Linked DNA regions of Pan troglodytes: region 1 is linked to region 2. Evidence: chromatin contacts called from public Hi-C data. All regions are on one chromosome and are shown on one strand. The core of a region is the stretch at or near the end of the contact, and the rest is flanking DNA. Distances in the headings are between cores, read along the strand shown.

Region 1 (6,021 bases), core at 1,516-4,015, 130 kb after region 2:
TTTATCAGTCCTCTGGTGTTTGGCGGCATGAACCTGTCGAGAGATGAGTTGGAGTGGAAACTGAATCTAGAGCAACTAAGATAGACCTGGAGGCAAACCCTAAGAAACCGATTGAAGACATGTTGCTGTCCTCAGTGACGTGCTCTGTCCCCAGGAGGAAGGACAGCAATTCTGAGGGTGACTGAGGCTGCAGCTGCTGTAACTTGCCAAACTTTCTTGTGACAAATGGTCTGGATTTCTTTAAAAAGGAAAAAGCAAGAAGGAATGCTTTTGGGTTTTAGTTTTGTATAAATTATGTTTCATATCTTTTTATTTCAGAAATAATCATTGCTGGAAATGCTGTTAAATTTTTTGGAACTCTTCTTAAAAATTATAACATTTCCTTTTTTAAAAAAATTAAAGCCAGTTATTGGTATGGCACAAAAAGAAAAGAAAGAAAATGAAGACAACTCAGAAATATATTTTGTAAATTATGTATCAGATAAGAGACTAGTATTCAGAATATATAAAAAACTGTTACAACTAAACAATAAAAAGATAAACAACTCAATTTTTAAATGGCAAAGGATTTGAATAGGCATTTTTCCAAAGATGACATACAAATGAACAACAGTCATATAAAAAGATGTTCAGTGTCATTCATCAGGGAAATGTAAATCAAAACTACGAGATACCATTTCACACCCAAAAGTTGACTATACTTAAAAAAAAAACCAGAAAATAACAAATATTGGCAAGGATGTAGAGAAATTGGAACCCTCATACGTTGCTGATGGGGTTGCAAAAGGGTGCAACTGCTTTGAAAATAGTTAAGCAATTTCTCAAAATGTTAAATTTAGGGTTACCGTATGACTCAGCAATTCCACTCTGAGTTATATACCCAAGATAACTGAAAACATATCCATACAAAAATCTGTACATGAATGTTCATAGCAGTATTATTCATAATAGCCAAAATCTTTCACAAACAAGCTATGCAATGTTGAAGTCCCTGCAAACACCCCAAATACCCATCAACTGATAAGTAGATAAAGTGTTATATCCATACAATGGAATATTATTCAGCAATAAAAAGGAATGAAGTATTGATACATGCTACAACATGGATGAACTTTGAAAACATATTATGTGAAAGAAGACAATCACAAAAGACCACATATTGTATTAAACATTTATTTGAAACATCCAGAATAGGCAAATCTGTAGAGACAGGTAGTAGGTTAGTAGTTGGCTAGGGCTGAGGAGTGGGTATGGGGTAATACAAATAAAATAAAAATAAAAATTGATGGCTAGGCACAGTGGCTCACGCCTGTAATCCCAACACTTTGGAAGGCCGAGGCAGGCTGATCACTTGAGGTCAGGAGTTCGAGACCGGCCTGGCCAACATGGTGAAACCCTATCTCTACTAAAAATACAAAAAGTAGCTGGGTGTGGTGGCAGGCACCTGTAATCCCAGCTGCTCTGGAGGCTGAGGCAGGAGAATTGCTTGGCGGCATGCAGAGGCTGCAGTGAGCCAATACTGTGCCACTGTACTCCAGCATGGGTGACAGAGTAAGACTCTATCTCAAAATAAACAAACAAACAAAAACAAAAACAAAAATGGATTATAGTGGTGGTTGTACAACTCTGTGAGTATACTAGAAAGCATTGAATTGTAAACTTTAGTGAATTGTCCAGTGTGTGAATTGTATCTCAATAAAGCTGCTAAAAATTGAGGTTTTTTTGAAAAAAGAAATTGGTTATAATAAGAGTCATGTAATGTTTTCCTTTGGGGTGAATCTGGAGATTTTGATTAGAAAGGGACTTGTGAGACTTCTGAAATGTTAACAACATGCTATTTTGGGGTCTGAATGGTAGTTACATGGGTGGTTTTTTGTGTGTGATAATTTAAGCTGTACCTTCAAGCTTCTTGCAGCTTCTGTATGTATGTTTATTTCACAAGAAAACATTTATAAAAGTATACCAAAAAATATTGATTTTAAACAAATTTAAATTTAAAACAAATCTAAAGGAATGGGTTAATGATTTTATTTTGTCATTACTTGTCTACTATTTACCAGTGGCATGAACTGGGCAAGGCAGGCAACCTCTGAAAGCCTCAGTTTCTTCTCCCGTTAAACAGGAACCTATTATGTCTGTATAGTAGGCTGAACCTATAATTGTTAGTAAACCACCTTCCTTTTTGCCCAGAACATTATAGGCTTTTGACATGATCTAAAAATGTAAAAAGTTATCTGAGAAAATGCCCATTTTCTGGGCAGGAGGTGAACCTCCCTGGTCAGTGTGGCACAAAGAAAGGCTCAGTAGCATGGAGGAATGTTAGAAAAATCAAGTACAGGTGAATTTGGACACTGACAGAAAGGCAGCAAAATGGGGACAAGGAAGAACTGTCTTTGGTGGGTCCAGGTGTAGAGTCTTTTCAGCAGAGACCAAAGAGAGACCAGATTAGGGCTGGCAGTCAAGCACCAATGGGCATGCATCTACCTCTGAGACAACAGGAGAAATAGGTGTTCCCAAATCCTCGGGCCTTCGGGGATTGACCTATCTGGTAAGATCCAAATAAAATAACTCAGTCCTCCCTCTCATATAATTGCAGAAAGTCTAGTATCTCTACAATGTTTATCAGGGTACAGGGAGGGGGGAAGCTTTGTCTTTAGTGTTCATCACCTCCTACTGTGCTCAATTCTCCAACCCCACAGCTGTCTTGTTTCTTGTCTCTGCTGTCCTTTCTCTTTACCCTAAGCTAAGGCACAGCTCTCCCTCTTTCCCAAAGCACTGATAATGTAAACCTGCTCCATCTGGTGGTACCTAAGCCTTTTTCGAAGAGTTGGGGATAATGGGTCAAAGAAACTCAAAACAAGAAACTATTTAAATTACCATCAGGGAACAAACACTACCATTAAAATGCCTTTTCCTTCCTCAATGCAGGATAGCATATGAGTAGCCCCTTACTGGATGTGCCTCCTTGAATGAGTTACTTAACTGATTAGTCTTCGTTTCCTCCTTTGTAAAATGGTGATAATCCTAAATTTGCTTCTGGGATTCCTCTGAGGATCACATAAATAATGTATTTGAACACAGAATAGCTATTGATGTAGTAAATGATGCCAGTAGTAGTAGACGAAGGAAAATGAGTAATAGCATTAGATCTCTGACTTGGTGATATATTCTAGAGGCCCATTCCTTCCCACAGAGTCTGTTTTCACATCTAGTCTCTTCCCTGCATCTAGAATTACAAATCACAAGTTTCTTGGGCTGCAAAGGAAAATAGCTAACATTCCTGTTTCTTTATTATGTAGAACATTTTGGCTACCCTTTGCTCAATCCCATCTATCCAGCATAATCCAGGACCCTCTCTTTCCATTCCAAAACTTTCCTAAATACAGAACCCTGGGCCAGGCGCAATGACCCACACCTGTAATCCTAGAACCTTGGGAGTCCGAGGCAGGTGGATCACTTGAGCTCAGGAGTTCATGACCAACCTGGGAAACATGGAAAAACCCTGTCTCTACTAAAAATACAGAAAATTAGCCAGGCATGGTGGCGTGCACCTGTTATCCCAGCTACTTGGGAGGCTGAGGTGGGAGGATCACCTGAGCCTGGGAGGTCAAGGCTGCAGTGAGCCAAAACTATGCCACTGCACTCCAGCCTTTGCGATAGGAGTGAGACTCTGTCTAAACAAACAAACAAACAAACAAACAAACAAACAAAACATAGACTCTAGACCCTAGAGCTCTGCCTTGAAAGATTTAATAAAAACTGGCTGAGCACAGTGGCTCATGTTTGTAACCTCAGCACTTTGGGAGGCCAAGGCAGGTGGATCACCTGAGGTCAGGAGTTCAAGACCAGCCTGGCCAACATGGTGAAACGCTGCCTCTACTAAAAATACAAAAAAAATTAGCCGGGCCTTGTGATGCACGCCTGTAATCCCAGCTACTCAGAAGGCTGAGGCAGGAGAATCGCTTGAACCCAGGAGGCAGAAGTTGCAGTGAGCTGAGATCATGCCATTGCACTCCTACCTGGGCAACAAGAGCAAAACTCCATTTCGAAATTAAAAAAAAAAAAAGATTTAATAGAAACTGAAGATAGAGTTTTTTCTCTAAGCAGAACTCAAAGTCAGAGGACCTCTGCTCACCTTTCCCATAAGTCTCACTGGGAAGAAAGGCTGGCATACATTTGTTCTTTCTTTTGCCAGAACAACCCATCGGTGTGGCAGCTTAAATAGTTATTTATTCGTCCTTTAGCACATTCATATCATATCTGAGTTTATTTATTCAACAAATCTTTATTGAATGCTTATTTCATGCCTGACATTCTGCTAGGTACAGGTGAGCAGAGACACACCTGGAGCTCTCTTGGGGCTTTTAGCTGAGTCTGGGACACGGATATTCAATAATGACCAGAAACCCAATGCAAAGTGCAACAGTGATAAATGCTACAAAGGGGAAGTGTCTAGAGCTAACAGAGCACCTAAAACAGAGCTTTAACCTCATCTGAGAGGTCAAAGAAGGTTTTCTCAGAGGAAAGGATACAGCCCAAGCCTGAAGTCACCTTTCTGTTAATGTCCAGAAAAGAGGAAGAGTTCAGTGCATTGTGGGCAGGTGGAGCATTCCAGATAGAGGACACAGAAATGGCTTCCAACTATGTGGGAAACCCATGCTTTAGGGATTCATCATAGAACTCATGCAGATCATGATTGTTCCAAGAATTCTTTCCAGAATTGGCACAGATATGGGCAGAAAACCAAGGTGATGGCCAGGCGTGGTGGTTCACACCTGTAATCCCAGCACTCTGGGAGGCCGAGGTGGGCAGATCACCTGAGGTCAGGATTTCGAGACCAGCCTGGCCAACATAGTGAAATCCCATCTCTACTAAAAATACAAAAATTAGCTGGGTGTGGTGGCAGGCACCTGTAATCCCAGCTACTTGGGAGGCTGAGGCAGGAGAATCCCTTGAACCTGGGAGGTGGAGATTGCACTGAGCCGAGATCAAGCCACCACATTCCAGCCTGGGTGACAGAGTGAAACTCCATCTCAAAAAATAATAATAAAATAAAATAAAACCACGGTGAAGAAGCAAGGCCCTCCTCCACTTTACTGAATGTTGAGGTTGTGCCAAAGTAGTAAGAGTATCTCTAATACCAAAATCTCTATGCAGTATGCTCACACACACCGGGTTTACTTAATGTAGATGGAGTTTCCCTGACATACTCTGGAGAAATGGCTCAAGCCTATACACAGTCATTAGAAAGGGAGGCTTCTGTTATGTTTGCCCAAAGCTTACAGGAAATATCCCTTGCAACACACTCTGCCAGGAAACCATCTTTACGTAATTCCTCCCTGTGCTCCAATGGCACCTGTTGCATGTTCTGTCCATACACTTACCTCATGGTAGTTCATCATTTGTTGATATCTCTGTGTCTTAAAAGTTTGACAGGAAATATAGCTTAGTGTTTAACTATTTACTATGCTATGTTTAATGTTGCTAAGAACAATATTTTTCCTTAAAAACAGAAACTTAATACCTTGGCTGCTTTGGAGGCCCCTCAAGAATCTTGCATTTAAGGAAGTAACTGAAATATTAGAACATTTTGTCTGTGCTAAATGTCTTTGTATTGCATTTTAGTGGCTATTAATTACTAGTAAAATCACTTTCCCTCTCTTCAGCTCCCCTTATTAAAATCTCTGTGATATAAGGCAGATCAAGATGATCAGTAAGAATACATCATTAATTTTGCAACTGAAATTAAATGAAAATAAGTAGAAAAGAAATAAAGGTTTAGAACAGATATTTGGGATAATTTAGAAACATGTTTGAAATGAACTAATTAAATATTAACCTTATCTAAAGCTATTAAGCTAAAAATAGGAAAGCACCTTTCATATAAATTCAGTGATCTGAATTATTAATATGCAAAATTAAATGCCATGTTCAATTTCAGTTTTTTACACAAACATGAATATTGATATTATCCATAAAACCAGAAAGACCTTGCAATCATACGGTGCTTCGAGGCTTGTA
Region 2 (6,380 bases), core at 1,038-3,537:
TAAAACTGATTTTTCGAACTGCCCATCTGTCACCAAAGATATTAGATCTTGATGTTTTACATACAACAGCTGGCTAGTGATGTGGCAGCAGTGTTTCACAGCTAAAAGAGTCTTTAAATTTTGTGCTGAGAGTGTAGTACAAATTTTAAATAATGGTGCTTGTAAATGATATCATTAAGATATTTTCATTATAGAAAACATATTATAATTGCATGAAAATAATTTTTAAAGATGAAATCTAAATCATCATCTAATACAGTGAAACTGGTAGTTTTCTAGTTTTTATTGGTATTCATATGGCATAACTATAACCAAGTGAATGTTGCATTTTTTTACCTAATTTTACATTGTAAACATTTGATCGTTTTATAAACTCTTAATATCTATCATTTTTATTGACTGCCTGTGATTTACCTTTCTTCTCTTCTTAAATCACTATATTGCTTCCAATTGTTTCATTATTGTAAATAGTACTCTTATAGACATCTTTATGCATAGATATCTTTATCCAGCTTTTTTTTTCTTTTGAAATAAGAAAATATTCCTAGAAGCAGGATGGCTGAGTAAGAATACAAAGGAAATGTCTATGATTCCTGATGAGTCAGTCATGCCCCATGTTGCTTTTCAAAAGGGCTATACACATTTTTTAGGCCCTCCAATCAAACTTAGGAGGGCATAGAATCATATCTGAAGAGCTTGTTAAAACACAGATCCTGGCACCACCCCAGGTGGGACCTGAGATTCTGGATTCCTAATAAACACCCAGATGCTGCCACAGCTGTGGTGCAAGGAGCACACTTTGGGTAGCCCTGAAATAAGAGACATCTTATCTGATTATGATAAGAATATAGAGCCAATTGAAAAGTGTCCATTCACCAAAAGAGTCAGCTAATGCGGGGAATTACAGAATGTGATATGGATCCATAAAGTAAACGTTTAATTTACAATTTTGCCAATCTTGTGGGTAAAGTCAAGGCCTTTCCTATTAATATGGTTCTGCTGATTATACTTACAAGTCTTTTTGTTTGTTTGCCTAAACCGTATCCACAATATATATTTTATGATTTCCAGTTTTATTTTGGTTTGGTTTGGTTTTTAATGCAGTGAGACTTTAAAGAATTTATAGCAATCTGAATTCTTCCTCCACCTAGATTTTGGTTTTCCCCAATGTTGTAGAGTTTTTCCATTAGGTAATTAACAGTAGATTTTTTGTTTGTTTGTTTTTTGTTTTGTGTGGCACACCCAGGCTGGAGTGTGCCATGGAGTGCAGTGGCGCCAACTCTGCTCACTGCAACCTCCACCTCCCAGGTTCAAGCAATTCTTGTGCCTCAGCCTCCTGAGTAGCTGGAACTACTGGTGTGTGTCACCTTTCCTGGCTCATTGTTGTATTTTTAGTAGAGATGGAGTTTTGCCATGTTGGCCAGGCTGGTCTCAAACTCCTGACCTCAAGTGATCTGCCCACCTCGGCCTCCCAAAGTGCTGGGATTACAGGTGTGAGCCACTGCGCCTGGCCATAGATTTTTGCCTAACGAACCCTTATTGAATCTTTCCAAACCATTGGATTTTGTTTTCACAGAACAACTACATTCATATTTCATAGGTTATATAAGATTAATTAAATTACATAGTTAAAATAACAAGTACAGCTGGCATAAACAGGTTTAGGAATAAATATAATTGCCTCTAGATTTTGAAGTTTACAACTCAAGCAGGAGCAGGAGCAGAAGCTCAGAGGGGCAACCTAAAGAAACCTATTGCTCTGGAGCATGCCATGGCATTGGTCTGTACATTTTATGGTGGAAGACGAACAGCCACAATTAATTCAGTAAATTGGTTAAGTGGAGATTGGTTAAGAGAACGTCTACTGTATATAATTTCATTGCAACCAATAATGAAGTTGTGGCAATGTTCTGGGATTTCGTTAATCAGGTCATCTAGATCTAGAGTTCACGGTTATGTCAGGCTATGTGTTTATGATTCCTTTTCCAAGTAAAAAAAAATCTATAGTTGCATCCTTCAGTACAATTGATAATAATGATTATATCCAAATATATTTTATAACCAATGTTTAAAAATATGCACAGGTTTGCACTCATTATTTCTTAAGCAACTGATTTTCTGTGCCAACATTTGCATTTCTCTCCTTACAAGCCTGCTTCAGTTGCACTTTCTTTTGGGGATTGATTTCAAAATAGAGAGGAAGCTTTTAGCGTCAGCCTGGGTTCTGTCCTAGTGAAGAGGCAAAGCCCTGTGGAGAAACCTGTTTTGCATGATTTGCCCTGCTCAGCAGATGTCAGCTACCTTCCTTGCAAAGTGAAAAAGCCAAGCCAGAGATGAATATGTATAGTGTGCACAGCTGGCAATGCATCCAGTTTCAAAGCCAGGCTGTGTCTACCAGTTGGCAGGAGTTTCTGAAACAACTGAGCACTTGGAGAGCTAGATCTTATTTTCAGTTACTGATTTCCTTTGCCTCATTTTCCCCCTTTATACCCTTCCCCTACAATCCCTATGTATACTATTATGATGGTTATTGTGCTTATTAAATATGTTTTAATTTTAAGAGGCTCTGTTTTTAAAATCCTAAACCTTCCATTGAAAAACATACAACCACCCAAAATAAGACTATAAATATTGGCATGAGAGACATGCTTACCCAAACCAGATTTTCTCATATTGATATACAGAAATATATACTCATTCAGACATGGTTTTATAAAAGATCACTCTTTGAAAATTATTCAGTTATTGATTTGGAAGAATTTATATGATCCTAGTATCCTCTTCCCTCATAACATCATAAATATAATTTGAGTATCTGAATTCATTTTTATTCAGAGCAAAGTAAGGGAGGAAAAAAAAACATTATTCAAAATGTAAAGCCTGACCACAGATTATTTAAAGGCAAACTAAATCTTCACAAAGAGCAAATGTTTTAAAATCAGACATGACATAAGAACTCAGAAGAAGAGAGGGTAGACGGGGGATGAGGGACAACAACTACATATTGGGTACCGTGTACACCGCTTGGGTGATGGGTGCACCAAAATCTCAGGCTCCACCACTACACAATTCATCCAGGTAATGAAAAATCACTGGTACCCTTAAAGCTATTGAAATAAATTTTAAAAAAAATCAGACCTCAGTTTAAAGTTCAGCTCTACCACATTTGAGCTGTGAGAGTTTGGGCAACTTGCTAAACTTGTCTGAGATTTGGTCCCATTTTCAGTAATGTCTACATAGTAATACCCACCTCAGGGAGCTATTGTAGCTTACTGAAGGAAATACTGGCACAGTCCATACTCCACTCAATAAGTGGGGACTATTTGTATTCTAATTACCTCCTGAAATCCCTTTCTCTGCATTCGTTCTGATCCTTGATCAAGGTATGACTGAGTGGAAAATAAGCATTTACCCTTTGGACAGTCACTGATTTTGAAAGTTTGATATAATGCTTAATCTGAAATTATGCTGGTAATTAGAACTATCACATTAAATAGTTGTCATGCTTCGTCTCAATATTTTTGAATGGTAATATTCAGCGTATATTCTCCACCCCCAGAAATATTGCTCATACTAATGTGGGCCCTCTGCACTGCAGGAGTTTTCCAGTCCTTTAACTGCTGGCTGCTCTCCATCCTTCAGTGATGATTCTCTCTCTGGTCACAGGAAGTTTATAACTATACTTGATGTAACTTGGTTTCCTAAGCTAGCTTGTACTGCAATTGGGGTTTAACAGATACTACTTCAAAATGTAAGCATTTCTTCCAGCTTCCCAAGTCTCGCTACCCTGCTGTGTCCTTACCCAAGGAGATGGTAGAACTATTCCCAAATGCTGCTAAAGTGCTCGATTTTCAGTCATGCCATCAGCATTCGTTTATTGTCTATGAAGTATCAGGCAATGTGCTATGGACTACCAGTTCTTAGATAAAAGGGACACAATCCTGCCCTTAAATCAGTTACCACCAAATAGGAGAAACAAGAAAATCAATAATTAACAATATGATGAATGTCATAAGGATATGCACAAAATATTCCACAATGGTAAGAGAATGTGAAGGCGTCCATTTCAGCCTGAGGACCTCAAGGAAAAGATTCTAACAACCTTGGTCTCGAAGGGATTTGTGAAGTGGTGCAGAAAGTTAGGGAGAGCATGGCACACTCTAGTAGGCAGATATGGCTCAAGCATAATGTGTGCAAGGACTTGGTAGTAGGTAAGCTAGAAAGGTATACTGGAGCCAAGTCATTATGGGCCTTGTAAATCATGTTAAGAAATTTGAATTTTATCCCAGAAACCAATGGGGGGCCATTAAAGGACTTAAAACAGGAATGAGGCCCACTGGACTTGGTTAGTGACCATTGATTTTAATCACTTGATGAAAGCGCTGAATGAGCCATTCAGGAGAGTCTGAATTAACTCTGTTTCTAGCCCAAGCTGGGGGAAACAGTAGAATGAAAGACTAAGAATGCCAGACTGGCTTCACAACTGACAATCTGGGAAATTTAGGCAAATTAACTTCTCTGAGCATCAGTTTCCTCATCTGTAAATGTCCATTTAATGCTTACTTTACATGGCTGTTTTAAGGATTAAAGGAGGAGATGTGTGTGTGTGTGTGTGTGTGTGTGTGTGTGTGTGTGTGTGTGTGTGTGTATACACATACATATTTTTTTCTTTGAGATGGAATTTTGCTCTTGTCGCCCAGGCTGGAGTGCAATGGCACAATCTCGGCTCACTGCAACCTCCGCCTTCCACGTTCAACTGATTCTTCTGCCTCAGCCTCCCAAGTAGCTGGGATTACAGGTGCCCACCACCATGCCTGGCTAATTTTTTGTATTTTTAGTAGAGATGGGGTTTTGCCATGTTGGGCAGGCTAGTCTCAAACTCCTGACCTCAGGTGAGCTGCCTGCCTTGGCCTCCCAAAGTGCTGGGATTTACAGGTGTGAGCCAACGCACCTGGCCTAAAGGAGGTAATATATTTAAGAACTCACCAATAAGTTTGCACCTAGTGAGGCCCAATGAATGTTGACTATCAGTGGTCATTACTGTATTTGGATATTTTAAAAGTGAATTTCAGCTTTATTTAACAATGGCCAAATCTTTTGGAACACTTGGGGTTGTAGGCGTTTTCCTCCCTCACTCTGGATTCAGCCACCATCCTGCCTTCAGGAGCTTCTGCATTTGTCGTCTTCCATTACTGAAGGAATGTAACTCAGGTAGTGTCCAGTGGTTCTTGTGTGGGTCCAAGGCTCTGGGATTCCTGAGGCTGCTACCCAATCCCCAGGTCCTCAGCAATGCAAATAATCCTCTTGAAAAAATCTATTGTTTTGCCTTGATGGTTTCTGAGTCCAAAGTAAATGAAGAGAGTTGGAAGACCTGGCTAGGGCCTGAGAGGAAACCCTGAAGCAAAGCAGTAGAGACTTTTGGGGATTTGTAGGAAGAGATAGAGGTTTGCAAATCTATCACATATAGTTTTCAAAAGTCGGCTTTGTATTACCACCTTTTTATCAATCAAATATACAGCTATTAATGATTTCTCGCTTGGTTTGGGGAATATTACTCTAATATATAGCATATTTTTGGAGACCATAAATCAATACTTTACCTTCATGGGCTGTAATCTGTGTAAAAAAACCATTTTCAGGCTGCAGCTTGTCCTATTCAAAGCAAATAACCTTTATACAGCCTTATTACTGATTAAATTAGTCCTTTGAAGACAGATTCATATTTTGGGCTTCAAATATTTGTAGTTTACCAGTGTTAAGCCAAGCTAAGTAATTTGCAGTAGCTTTTTCCCCTAAACCCAGATTGGAGTATTGGTGTAGCAGAGATGCCCCATTCCAAGCTCCCAAGAATGATCTTGGCTGTCCTAGGAGCAGTGGAAGGAGGTGTGTTGGCAAGAAGCTGGCTGCAAGAAGGACCTATGATAAAAAGTACTTTTCTCTTTTCTGCACGCTTGATCTCATAAAGGGACGGCTCTCAAGCTTGAGTGTGCATCGGAATCACCCAGAAGATGTTAAAACACAGATGACTAGGCCCCTCTCCCAGAGTTCCCATTCCTGTTGGTCTGTGGGGTAGGGATTCTCAGTCAAATGCAAACTTGAGAATTTGCATTTTTAACAAGTTCGCAGATGATGCCAAAACTGCTAGTCCTAGAACTACACTTTGAGAAATGCTGTCACAAACAAACCTAGTTTTGAGACTTAAAATTATCACTTACACAAAGAAATTTGAATTCTACTCTGAAACACTCAACACTTGCTTGGACATCTCTTGGTATATCATTGTGACATATCTATGTGAAATGACCGTGCAGCAGTAAGGGAGCTGTCGAGAGTGTTGTTCAAATGGTTTACTTTCTCAGGCCTGTCCGACTCCAAGAAAT

The links. Hi-C and Micro-C count contacts between places; a contact is called where the count stands out from the background.
Region 1: a Hi-C map of induced pluripotent stem cells shows a contact between it and region 2, with 1.5 times the contacts expected there. The contact joins two enhancer-like sites. A contact is called at or near these places in 2 of 7 Hi-C or Micro-C datasets (blood and induced pluripotent stem cells).

What each region holds. Positions count from the first base shown.
Region 1 is chr10:29,761,151-29,767,171 of NHGRI_mPanTro3-v2.0_pri, forward strand. It overlaps the pseudogene LOC100614744. Among named protein-coding and RNA genes, the nearest start is that of HELB, 29 kb to the left of the region's middle. Within about 2 kb of position 2,766, at least 1 of the 24 cell types and tissues checked has an H3K27ac peak or open chromatin away from gene starts, as enhancers often do. A contact at or near this core is called in induced pluripotent stem cells, where this site is marked.
Region 2 is chr10:29,630,869-29,637,248 of NHGRI_mPanTro3-v2.0_pri, forward strand. All of the region lies in intron 15 of GRIP1 (glutamate receptor interacting protein 1), which reads left to right. Among named protein-coding and RNA genes, the nearest start is that of HELB, 100 kb to the right of the region's middle. Within about 2 kb of position 2,288, at least 1 of the 24 cell types and tissues checked has an H3K27ac peak or open chromatin away from gene starts, as enhancers often do. A contact at or near this core is called in induced pluripotent stem cells, where this site is marked.